2 separate regions of the Bos taurus genome follow, and region 2 is linked to region 1. Evidence: chromatin contacts called from public Hi-C data. All regions are on one chromosome and are shown on one strand. The core of a region is the stretch at or near the end of the contact, and the rest is flanking DNA. Distances in the headings are between cores, read along the strand shown. Region 1 overlaps LOC101902235 (a long non-coding RNA gene). Region 2 holds the start of RCN1 (reticulocalbin 1).

Region 1 (6,119 bases), core at 1,313-3,812:
AGTGGGTCCTCTTAATCAGAGTGGGATGCGAGTGAAGTTCCTGGGGAGCAGTATGTAAGGAGGTGAGGTCCTTAAGAGGGAGGTGGCTGTGAAGTGGCTCCCCACCTGGTCATGTATGCACAATGGTGGCTGTCTCAGCTTTAGCCCCTGGATATGCCTCGCTTGACTCACCTACATCCAGACCTTCCTTAATCACTGGTCTCATTCCAGTGGTGGAGGGTTTTGCCAGGGAAGCACTCAGTTGGGATTTCATGCTAGATACCCCAGTACCCACATGCCTGTTGAGCAAGCCTGGGGCTTTTCCACAGGCTATATCCTCACTGAGAAGTTGCCTAGAATCTCAATCTCTTCCTGCAGTGAGGAGAGGGGGAGAGAAGCAGAGTGTTGCCCCCAGATAGGCCGGGCACCACAACAAACAACAAAAAAGATTCATGTGCTCAACGAAGCTGAATTTTAATTGATACTTTTTCTAACAGTGGTTCTGAACCAACATCCCTCAGCCCCCAAAGATGATGAAGGGGGTGCGGCTTAACGCCACAATTAGCAGACAACCCCACAACAAATACAGTAAACATTAATCATATTAAATGTTGAATGCAGACTCTGGTACGCTTGAAAAGCAATGGGTTTTTACAGTTTTATTTTTATAGAAGACAAAGCAATGATTGTGGAGGAATTATTTTGATGTCAGTGCTGAAGGGAAATAATGTAACATTCTGGAATTTATATAAAAATTACAGCTTTGTTGTGTTTCACACTATATATAGTAATTTAATCATTTGCAGCTGATTAATTTCAGTGAAGGAAAATGTAGCATTATGCATCCCTAATGGAGTTCCAAGGTTTGAATTCTAATCGTGAGTTGGGCACAATTTAAGTCTAAATTAGCAATTAGCTTGGGCAAAGGACACTTAGGTTAAAATGGAGTCATCTGTTGATGAGTACTGAGTCAACAAGAGAGCAGAAAGGAAGATCACCAGAAAAGTGTTTGCCACAGAACACTCTTTGCTGGGTTCATCATTATAATTCCTTACATTAGCAGAATGCGGCTGTGCATTAGAAAACAATTTCTTGTACGTTTATCTCATATGCATTGGTCTTCATCTAAGTCTATATGTGGGTATTTGCGCTCCATCGTATAGTGAAGAAACTGATACTCAGAAGAAGTAAGGTCGCGGAAAAGAAGAGCATTTATGGTGGAGGATTTGAACCCAGTGTTCCAGTTAAAAAGCCAGTATTCTTTCAACCTCAAGATATTTTTGGGGGAAATTTGCTCCAGTGGCAGGAAATTGGAGGGAGAGAGGCACGTGGGGCTGGAGTGGTTATTCTTCTAGTTTCCTCACTTTGGGCTTCCCTGATAGCTCAGTTGGTAAAGAATCTGCCTGCAGTGCAGGAGACCCTGGTTTACTTCCTGGGTTGGGAAGATCCCCTGAAGAAGGGAAAGGCTACCCACTTCAGTATGCTGGCCTGGAGAATTCCATGGGCTGGATAATCCATGGGGTTGCAAAAAGTCGGACACGACTGAGCAACTTTCATTTCACTTTCCTCGCTTCAGAGCTGTCAGGAGCTGGCTGTGCCCTTCACCTGGAGCTCACAGCTCCTGTCAAGTGGCTACACTGCCCTCTCTGTGTCCAGGCTTTACTAATGCCCCTCTCCTTGCCCCTTCAGGCTCAGGGTGGTCATGGTGCCCACTGTTACCAGCCCTGGGGCACTGCCTGTCCTTTCTGGCAGTTTCCCTGCAGCCCGTCCTCCCTGTGAGCAATGAACAACGCAGAAAAGACCTGCCCCAGTTCAACCAGGCAAAGGTTGCTTTCAAGGAAATGGACACAAGAAAGATGGAAGATAGGAAGTCGTTTAATATTTTATTTAAGCACCTAGAGGCAATCAAGACAGGAGTAAAGAGCTATAGTGTTACACTCTTCAAACAAATAGAAGAGAACGTGCCATGTTTCTAGAACCTCCCATCTCTGCTCCTGCAAACTGCTGACTCCTTGTGCTGTCCCCAGATATCAGGGCTCTTGGGATGCAATGACACAAACTCAATTTAAATGGACATAAATTAAAAAAGTGAACTTATTAGTTCATGGACTCCAACTTCGGGGAAAAAATGCATGGATCCAAGCTCAGGAAAGTCAGGATCCAAGACCTCCCCTGCTGGAACTGTCGGCTCTTCCTTTTTTTCTTTGTTTCTCCCTGAAGTTTGTCTTTACTCCTCTGACAGATGCAGCCTTGTCAAGTGATGCCAATTGACAGAAACAAAATTAAAACTCTATCATTCAGATCAGAACTGGGGATCTGAAGTGAAATTCACTGAATCAGAGTCTTGGCAGGAAGCAGGATTTCTCAGATGGTTTAATTAAGGAGATTTTTAACTAAAGGACTCATGGACAGTGTTCACTGTATACAAACAAGAAATATTGAAGCACCCAGACCTGAAGAGGAGGAAGCTAGCTGCACTGTGGAGAGCGCGGGGTGGGGCCTCCAGTGATCAGGGACACAGCTACTGCCAGAAGCAGGGGAGTTGGGGCACCCTGACCTCTCTTCCCCTGCCCTTGGATGACTTGCCAGTAACATGCTCCCATGGGCACACCCAACCAGAAACCCAGTTGCAAGGGAATTGAGGTGGTGCAGGGTTCAGGGTCAGCCTCCCAGGGTGACAAAATAGGACAGTTATGGCAGAAAGTGAAACTCAGAGGAGAAAGAGAATAACCTGCATGTTCGTCTTGTATCTCTGCAAGAGTTGGGGGATTGGAAGAGTAAACATACTTGAGTGTTTTAATTTTATAAGAGAATTTCCTTATAAATATAAGAGAATTTCAACTTCAATGAAATAATTGACTCAAGCAGGGATCATCCACAAATGCTAAAACCATTAAATAAAATACTGATTGGGCTTCCCTGGTAGTTCAATGGTAGAGAATCCCCCTGCCAATGCAGGAGATGCACTGTTCAATTCCTGGATCGGGAAGATCCCGTGGAGAAGAAATGGCAACCCACTCCAATATTCTTGTCTGGAGAGTCCCATGGACAGAGAAGCCTGGCGGGCCATAGTCCACGGGGTTGCAAAAGAGTCGGACAGGACTTAGTGACTAAACAACAACAACAACAAAATGTTGGTTGGTCATCAGGACGTTTACATGATCTCAGGGTATCTTCCCAAAGACTTCTCGTTAATTACCAAAGGGAAGGTATCTTCACAGTGGAGAGACCTGCCAGAGAGCTGCTTAACGAAGCCATCAAGCTTAGCATCACTCAGCGATCAAGGGACACAATGACACTACATGCCTTCTTGTGAGATGCAATGGGAAGCACACAACCTCCCCTTTGTTGTGTGCTCCAACATGTTTAAGAAAGTGAAAGTCGCTCAGTTGTGTCCAACTCTTTGTGACCCCATGGACTATACAGTATTCTCCAGGGCAGAATACTGGAGTGGGTAGCCTTTCCCTTCTCCAGGGGATCTTCCCAACCTAGGGATTGAACCCAGGTCTCCCACATTGCAGGTGGATTCTTTACCAGCTGAGCCACAAGGGAAGCCCGCCAAAATGTTTAAGCTGAGTCTAATTCAGAGAAAAGGACCAAGTAAGTCCAGATCACAGGGCACTCTTCAAAAAAGTTAGTGCCCTGAACAGCAACAGCCGCAAGGAGGGGCTAAACAGAAAAGACTACCGCACACAACTTGGATGAATCTCAGTGTTGAATAAGAGAAGCTAAGTTCAAGAAGGGTATGTAAAACATGATTCTATTTCCATAAAGTTGGAAGACAAAACTCATTTAAGTATTAGGAGCCAGGACAGTGATTTCCCTCAGGGAGTGATGTCAAGAAGGGCACCCAAGAAAGAATTCCAGGATGCTGATGTTCAGTTTACCTTAGTGCCTGTTACAAGAGTTTATTCCCTCTATGAAAGCCTATTGTAGTGAGTCCACTCTGTGTGTGTATGTGTGCATGTGTGTGTATTAGGGAGAGAGATAACATTAATGTGGCAAAATACCACCAACTGATGAATCTAGGTGAAGGATCTGTGAGTATGCATTATCATTATATTGCTTTCTAACTGTTCTCTAGGTTTGAAATTTTTGAAAGCAAAAACTTGGGGGTGGGGTGGGAAATAGGAAAGATTTTGAATTATTTTTTAAATGTTACACAACAAAATAACTGACATATTATTCATCAGTAGACATTACAGCGAGTTCACATCATTGACACACTTATTTAAATATATGCAAACTGCTCACACTTAGCTAAAATAAAACAAAGAACAAAAAGCAGAGCTACTTTGCATTTATTATGATTCCTAAACAGAAGCCGAGTATCTCATCTGGTGCGCAAGTATAGAAATAGCAAACTGTTCCGATGTTCACAGAAAAACTGTTGTGTTGGACATATTAAGTTGTAGCTTGGGATCCACAAAACCATACCTATGGGATTTTGAATTCTCAGCTCAGTTCAGTTCAGTTCAGTCGCTCAGTCGTGTCCAACTCTTTGCAACCCCATGAATTGCAGCACACCAGGCCACCCTGTCCATCACCAACTCCTGGAGTTCACTCAGACTCACATCCATCGAGTTAGTGATGCCATCCAGCCATCTCATCCTCTGTCATTCCCTTCTCTTCCTGCCCCCAATTCCTCCCAGCATCAGGGTCTTTTCCAATGAGTCAACTCTTCACATGAGGTGGCCAAAGTACTGGAGTTTCAGCTTTAGCATCATTCCTTCCAAAGAACACCCAGGACTGATCCCCTTTAGAATGGACTGGTTAGATCTCCTTGCAGTCCAAGGGACTCTCAAGAGTCTTCTCCAACACCACAGTTCAAAAGCATCAATTCTTTGGCACTCAGCTTTCTTCACAGTCCAACTCTCACATCCATACATGACCACTGGAAAAACCATAGCCTTGACTAGACGGGCCTTTGTTAGGGTTAGTTTAATGGCCAGTGATCTTTACTCTGCTCAGTAAATTTAGAACCCAACTAACTTAAGTTGTGCCATCCCTGGCTATGTTGACCATTACAGGGACCTTGTTTTCCTTTAAAATACATAGTCCTCTTTGGGTAGAAAGAGCTTATCAGCTCCCCATACTCTGGTGTTTTTAGGCTCAGGCATGGATAGAAAATCTCAGAAGAGGGCAGATAAGAAAAGGGGGAAAAGCTCTATTTGTTTTAATCTATTTCTGTTTCAAAATAACATACTAGCCAGAAGCCAGCAGAGGATCCAATGAAGATCCAATGGTTCTTACTGTCAAAGATCATCATTGCATAATCCTTATGTGTCCTCCTGCCCTCATCCTTTTAGCTGCCAAGGCTTCAGGAGAGCAAGCACTGTGGCCTCTGGGCACTTGGGTCTGAGGAAGAGGCAGAATCTGCCCGGCTCTCCAGTATCCCAATGCCAACACAATAGGCACCTTTGGTTCAGCCCAGCTGCCAACCATCTGTGAGCCACTGTTCAGCTAGAATGTAGTAGATGCTCATTAAATGTTTGTTAAATCAATGAGTAGGCTATGGGGAGAAGGGCTGCAGAAGAAGCTGGAGGAGTCATTTTCATGGAAGATTCTATGTAACTTGAAGGGATCTTTGCTCACTTCTGCTTACAACCCAGCTCTTGAATCCTTGAGGATGCCATCCTGGGAGCAGTAGAGACATACTCCTGGCATGGATATCAATATCCTTACCTCAAGTGAATGTGCACGTAACTGACATCTGCAAAGGGCCAGGGTAGGAGAGAATGACCATGGCTGTGCAGCAATTTAAAGACGACAAATTTCTGAGTCTATGTGTGATACCTCCTGGGAGTCCTTGACTCAACATCTGTAGGGAACAGAGGCTCTGGCAGCATATAAGAGAGAGTCAATGAAACTGCCAACTGCAGGGCTTCAGACTTCTAGCCTCTGTAATCATGTGAGCCAATTCCTTATACTAAATCTCTTTGCATGTACAACTTGAACTCAGTATTGTGAAACTGTGGACTGTAACCTGCCAGGCTACTCTGTCCATGGGATTCTCCCATGTGTTTACATACACATTTCAAACATATATATGTGAAAGTTGCTCACTCGTGTCCAACTCTTTGTGACCCCATGGACTATACAGCCCATAGAATTCTCCAGGCCAGAATACTGGAGTGGGT
Region 2 (6,372 bases), core at 3,474-5,973, 36 kb after region 1:
TGTCCTTCATTGCTGGTGACCAGTGCCTTTGAAACTGTTGTTTCATATACTTTGTCTGTTTTTTTATCTGTTTGAAGTGGAAGTGTAAATCCAGCGCCTTTTCTCATCCACCTTGACCAGAAGTAGAGATTGGTAGTTATTATTATTCTACTATTTATTCAGAATACCTTGTGGGCACCTACACGCACCAGGCACTGCCCTAGGTGCTGGGTATACAATGAACCAACAATAATGGTCCCCAGACTCAAGGAGAATCTGTCTTATGGGGATCAACTTGTGGCGAAAGGCAATCACTGTGCAGGTCCCTGGACTTAGCACATAAACATGAATCATATGTGGTCCTTCCTCTCAAGGAATTCAGAATTAGGGAAGACAAAGAAGGCAAATTTCTTAACCCAATGCAGACTGTAAAAAGGGTTATGTGTGAGAGACAAAGGTTCTGGGCATATTTAGGAAGAAGTAATAAGTTCTGACTGGAGGTATAAGGGGAAATCTCAAGGGAAAGGTGACATTTGACTTGAGCCTTGAAGAATGTGTGCAATTTTGAGTGGAGAAGTAGAAAAAGGTAGAATGCTCAAGGTGCTTTTAAACCTGAAAGCAGTTAATCATGATTGCTCCTAGTAGACACAGCCATCAACTTGCTCTTCCCTGCCAACAGAACTCTAACCACGTGGTTCACAGGAAGCTACATATCTTCCATCCCCAGGAAGTGAATTGTGATTTGCCTAAATCAGCCCTGGAAATTCCAGTCCCCTTGCCTGTCACTGGATCTGGCATAGGCCTGTGACACACTTCTGGCCAATGAGATGTGAAGGGATGTCTGCTGGAAAAATCTTCTTCCCAATATAGAGAGGAAACACTTTTTCCCCCATGCCTCTCAGAGAAAAAAACAAAACAGAAAACCTGGTTCCTTACTGACGTCATCAAACCACTTGAATGAAACACTCCGAAACTGATCTAACACGAGACTTTTTGTTCCATAGATGACAAGGTTTTCCTATTGTTTTAGTAACTTCTGGCTGGATTTTGTTTTGATGACATTATTTGCAGCCAGAAATAGCAGATTAGCATACTAGCTCACCTTTTTGACATTTGCTTTTCCTTTCCACTGGTACAACCTGCTGTTAAATGTCACTCCCCTTGCTTCTGCTTCCTTTGCCTCATCAGGAATAAAGATTAAAAATGACAGCATACTTAGCTATACATGCACATAGGAAGAAATAGAAGGCAATTTTTAAGATGAAAGAAAGCAATTACACAGTGAAACACCTTGACTGTTTAATATCATCACTTACTCCTGACCCTCTGGTTGAGAGGACTTAACTCTCATAGGATAGTAGAGGGATGAAAATATAAAAGAAGAGAATGTAGGGGACTTCCCTGGTGGTCCAGTAGTTAAGAATCTGTCTTGCAATGCAGGCGACCGTGGGTTCAATCCCTGGTTGGGGAACTAAGATCCCACAAGCCGTGAAGTAACTAAGCCTGTGTGCCCCAACTACTGAACCAATATGCCACAACTAGAGAGTCTGTGCACTGGAGCAAAAAACCCCCCATGATGCAAATAAGACCCTACGCAGCTAAATAAATAAATAATAAGTGGATACCAAACAGAGAATGTAGGCAAGCTCAGGGGAAATGATGTAAACTTCCCCCTGCACAGCAGTGCTGGAATTCTCTTGTAATTCCCACGGGAGCCAAGACTACCTCTGGAACAATCTAACTGTTGAAAACTACTAGTGTCTGGCAGGAAACCAACTAGAATTGGGGCAAAGGATGTGCAATTCTCAATCCCTGGGGTCAGGGCCTGCCGCTGGCAATGTTGCAAAAAGTAAAGACTGTCTCTAGTCTCCACCCACTTTCTCATTTCCTCCGTCCTTACTGTGGTGTTGGAGAAGACTCTTGAGAGTCCCCTGGACAGCAAGGAGATCCAACCAGTCCATTCTAAAGGAGATCAGTCCTGAATATTCATCGGAAGGACTGATGTTGAAACTGAAACTCCAATACTTTGGACACCTGATGCGAAGAACTGACTCATTTGAAAAGACCCTGATGCTGGGAAAGACTGAGGTGGGAGGAGAAGGGGATGACAGAGGATGAGATGGTTGGATGGCATCACCAACTCTCTGGGAGTTGGTGATGGACAAGGAGGCCTGGCGTGCTGCAGTCCACCGGGTTGCAAAGAGTCGGACATGACTGAGTGACTGAACTCAACTGAACTATCCTTCTCTTTCTCTAGCTCTGACCTTTTTCTGTGCTTCTTTCCACTCTGCCTCTTGGCCCACCTCCACCCCCTCCCCCCTCTCCCCACTCAACAAATCTCATCTTGCCTGTCACAAGAACACAGAAGGTACTAAGTTACCTGCCTCAGGGGCCATGCCTTTTTTTTGGGAGCTCTTACAAACCCAAAGTAATGCTTCTCTATTGTTTGAAATCCTAACCTCTGGACAGGCAGTGGGCGACTCACTACTCAAGCACAGCACTTTCTGTCTAATGCAAAGGCAGTGCTGGTGGGGTGAGGCACCAAAGAATATGTCCCTCTGCCAGGTCTCTCTTCCAGCTGATGGGAGGTACAGGATCACAGGGACATCTCCTCAAGTTCTGCTGCTGTCAATTCACACAAGACCTTATCCTCTCATATATTCAGACCCCTGCTGTCGGGCTTATCCCCCTCACCTTTTGTCTCTGTTTAAATGTCCCTTCTTCCAGAAGGCCTTCCCTAATCCATCCCCTCCACCATAGTCCATGATACTGAGTCCTTCCTAACTTGTCATGCTGATTTGCAATCTGTGGCTACTCAGTAAATCAGTACCCAGCCTAGCCCTGACTGCTCAGTATATTGAATGAATGAGTAAGTGAGTGAATATTTGTTCACATACACTACAGCTCTACAGAAACCATGACTGTCATGTTCCCTTTTGTATCCTCAGCAGCCAGTCCAGTGCTTAGGTCATGGATCATTATTCACTAACCGATTGAAAGAAGCCTTCAAAAGATGGGTACTTGGATCTATACTGCTGTTGATAATGTCCTGACATCCTTATTGTAAGAGCAAAAAATACAGCCCAGTGGATTCTAGAGAATCAGGGATGGGAGACAGAGCAAGATGGTGGAAAAGCTCTGGGAGCACAGCTGTCCCGGGCAGGGGGCGGTGGGAATGGGGGGTAGGGGTCCTCTTCAACCACAAGTAAGTTTAGTTTCCTAGGGATTCTTAACCTGAGGCACACGAGTGGGGCTTCCAAAGAGCCATGCATCCTCTGTCACTTCAATCAAACATTCAAGCCAGCAGCTCTGGGTACATTTTTCTATAAGAAGGTCCACAGTTTCCAATGAGTTTCAAAAGGCTGTGACACACGAAGAATTAGTGGTTCACCTGAACTGTCCTGTATGATAGCCACTAGCCACGTGTGGCTATTTAAATTTCAATTTAAGTTCAACTATCAATGCCTCAGTTACTAGCTACCTGTCTGGTGTGCTCACTAAAGGAAGTAACTGAAAGTCACTCAGTCGTGTCCACCTTTTTGCGACCCCATGGACTGTAGCCTGCCAGGCTCCTCTGTCCATGGGATTCTCCAGGTAACAACACCTCTCTAGGGGAACTTCCCAACCCAGGGATCGAATCCAGGCCTCCCGCATTGCAGGCGGATTCTTTACTGAGTCATCACTAGCCACTCCCTATTGGGCAGCCCAGATACAGAACGTTTTCATCACTACACATAGTGATGAAAAGATACAGATAAGATTTGTTCAAGACAAGCGGTATTTTTGTAAAGTGAGTTGCCATCCTTTAGAAATGAAAGCGGACATCCAAGATCCTGATTCTTTTGAGATCTGCTTGGGGCCTGCACTTCTGCTGGCAGCGGGAGTGCACAGGGCTGCTCAAGGTAGATGGTCCCGCCTCATGTTGAAGTCATCTGGCCCTCCTCCAGCACCAGGTTTGCGACCCTGGTTTCCAGAAGACCTCGCCCACCCGGGTCTCCTTCCAGTCTCTTGAATTTGTAACCAGACTCCCAGGTTTGGTTAAGAGAGTGAAAGTCGCTCAGTCCTGTCCGACTCTTTGCGACCCCATGGACTATACAGTCCATGGAATTCTCCAGGCCAGAATACTGGAGTGGGTTGCCATTCCTTCTCCAGGGGATCTTCCCAACCCAGGGATCGAACCCAGGTCTCCCGCATTGCAGGCGGATTCTTTACCGTCTGAGCCGCCAGGGAACCCCAAGTTTGGTTAAGTGGGGTTGAGTTTGTTTTAAGAGCACATCTTGAGGCGGGGTCTAGAGCTGAGTCGGAAGTTGGGGCGGGTGCGGGGGGCAGCGCCTCCCTCCTCTCAGTTCTCCGGAACTGGAAAAAGAGAGAGGGAGTTTTACCCCGAACATCTGTTGCTCGACAAAGAACTTCCCGGTCTTCTAAGGAGCCCTCCAGTCTCCGGCCCAGTCCGCCTGGGCCCGCCCCTCGCTACGAGATCGCGGGGAGGGGCCCAGGCGAAACCCGAGCCCCGCGCCCACCACCCGGGCGGGCGACGTGGCTCCGCGGCTCCGGCCTCCCCCCGCAGCCCGGCGGCCAATGGGCTCGTGAGCGGGGCTGTCCGGCGCTCTCCTGCCCGCCGCCCGGGGCGCGCCCCTCAGCTCTGGCACGGGGCGGGCGCTGGCCGAGGGGCCGGCCCGTCCCCTCCCTCCCGGCGCCGGCCCTGGCCCCAGCCCCGCCGCCGCCGCGCGCGCTCTAAGCCCCCATTCCCGAGCCGCCGCTCGTCGCTCGCTCGGAGCCTTCCCGCGGGCCGCGCTCTCCTCCGGACGATGGCGCGCGGCGGCCGCGGTCGCCACCTGGGGCTGGCCCTGGGGCTGCTGCTGGCGCTGCTGCTGGCGCCTCCGGCGCTGTGGGCCAAGCCCACCGTGCGCAAGGAGCGCGTGGTGCGGCCCGACTCGGACCTGGGCGAGCGGCCGGCCGAGGACAACCAGAGCTTCCAGTACGACCACGAGGCCTTCCTGGGCAAGGAGGACTCCAAGACCTTCGACCAGCTCACCTCGGAGGAGAGCAAGGAGAGGCTGGGGTGAGGCCGCGCTCGGGGACGCCGCAGGTGCCGGCGGGGCCCCTCGGGCCGGAGCCGCCCTGGGCACCGGCCGCAAAGCGAAAGCGAAATCGGCGCCGGGACCCGAGGGCGTGGGCCGGGCGGGCCGGGCGGCGGGGCTGAAGCAAAGTTTGCCCGCGGGCGCCGGGACCTTGCATGGAGATCGCCGCCCAGGGCCGGGATGGCTTGCCGCGGGGAGGCGAGAACGTGGCAGCGGTCTCCGGAGCCAGGACGGCCAGGGCCCGCCCCCTCCCCCGGGTTGCATCAGAAGAGAGGGGAGGGAGCGTACAAAAGAAGAATTTGTCCACGGTGGCCTTTTAGTGATAGGAGTTCTTCCCCACCCTCCTGGTTTCTGTCTTCTCCCATTCCAAGAGGGGAGGCAGGAGACACTGCTAAGGTCTCAAGGATGATCGTTAATGGATAAAAGAGGAAGGGGCAGGCGGAGGCTTGATTCCTGGACCGTGTCCCAGGGCTGGGACTGAGGTGTTCTTGTCTTCTGCTCAGTCGCCCCCATATCTGAAGTAGGGAGTATGAGAATCCTGCTATTAAGAAGGGAGGGGCATTAGGAGATAGGGATGGAGGGGTGGGAATGGAAACTGGTCCCTTCGTTTCTGTCTCCAGCATCTTCTGTTGGCAGCCGAGGGCAAAAGGCTGGAGGGTGGTGTGATGGCAGGTTGTGAATTTCACCCTTGAACGCAGCTGAGTCAGGAACCAAGCCTCGGAAACAAAACGTGGGTACATCTCAGTGCACCCTCTGCACAGGCCCTGGAGGGACACTTGAGCGCTGTCAGAGGTTCTCTGGAAACCCTTCCACAGAGGAGTCTACAGCCAGCCTGAGCCCTGATGGAGACCTGGCTGGGGAGGGTCCCAAGAGCCCTGCCTACTGGGCACCAGGCCTCCAGGAATCTGCTTCCCAGGGGTGGAGGTCTTTCTGCTCTGCTACAGGGAAAAAGAACACAGCCGTCCCTGTGCGGATGGGGCCACCAGAGGCCAGTGTGATTGGACAGACTGTGAGGCTAAATTACACCTATTGTGTAGGTGCACCATCTGCCTGCGCTGATAGAAAGGATCTTTGAACTTCAAAGTCACCTCCTAACAATCACGTTTTATTCTGCAGAGAAGTACTTTCTCTTCTAGTTTGAGTCTTAACAATGGGGGCCATTGATGAGTTCAGTCCATTGTATTGCTTTGAGGCACTTGGAGGCTGATTTATTCAGGGGCCCTGGGTGGAAGCCGTTTGTCACCAGTGAGGAGGAGGAGAGGTTTGAGGAACTGGAGAAGGGAATTCTAGTTTTCCATCCTAAAGCTTCCAG

What was found. A called contact is a pair of places that touch in the nucleus more often than the background predicts.
Region 2: a Hi-C map of liver shows a contact between it and region 1, with 2.7 times the contacts expected there. The contact joins the promoter of RCN1 here to the enhancer-like site in region 1. A contact is called at or near these places in 2 of 11 Hi-C or Micro-C datasets (liver and skeletal muscle).

The regions. Positions count from the first base shown.
Region 1 is chr15:62,815,994-62,822,112 of ARS-UCD2.0, forward strand. All of the region lies in intron 2 of LOC101902235 (a long non-coding RNA gene), which reads right to left. Among named protein-coding and RNA genes, the nearest start is that of TRNAR-CCU, 18 kb to the right of the region's middle. Within about 2 kb of position 2,563, at least 3 of the 102 cell types and tissues checked have an H3K27ac peak or open chromatin away from gene starts, as enhancers often do. A contact at or near this core is called in liver, where this site is marked.
Region 2 is chr15:62,849,740-62,856,111 of ARS-UCD2.0, forward strand. RCN1 (reticulocalbin 1) reads left to right here and starts at 4,724. Exons shown (of 6, transcript NM_001103221.1): 1 at 4,724-5,041. The coding sequence starts at 4,788.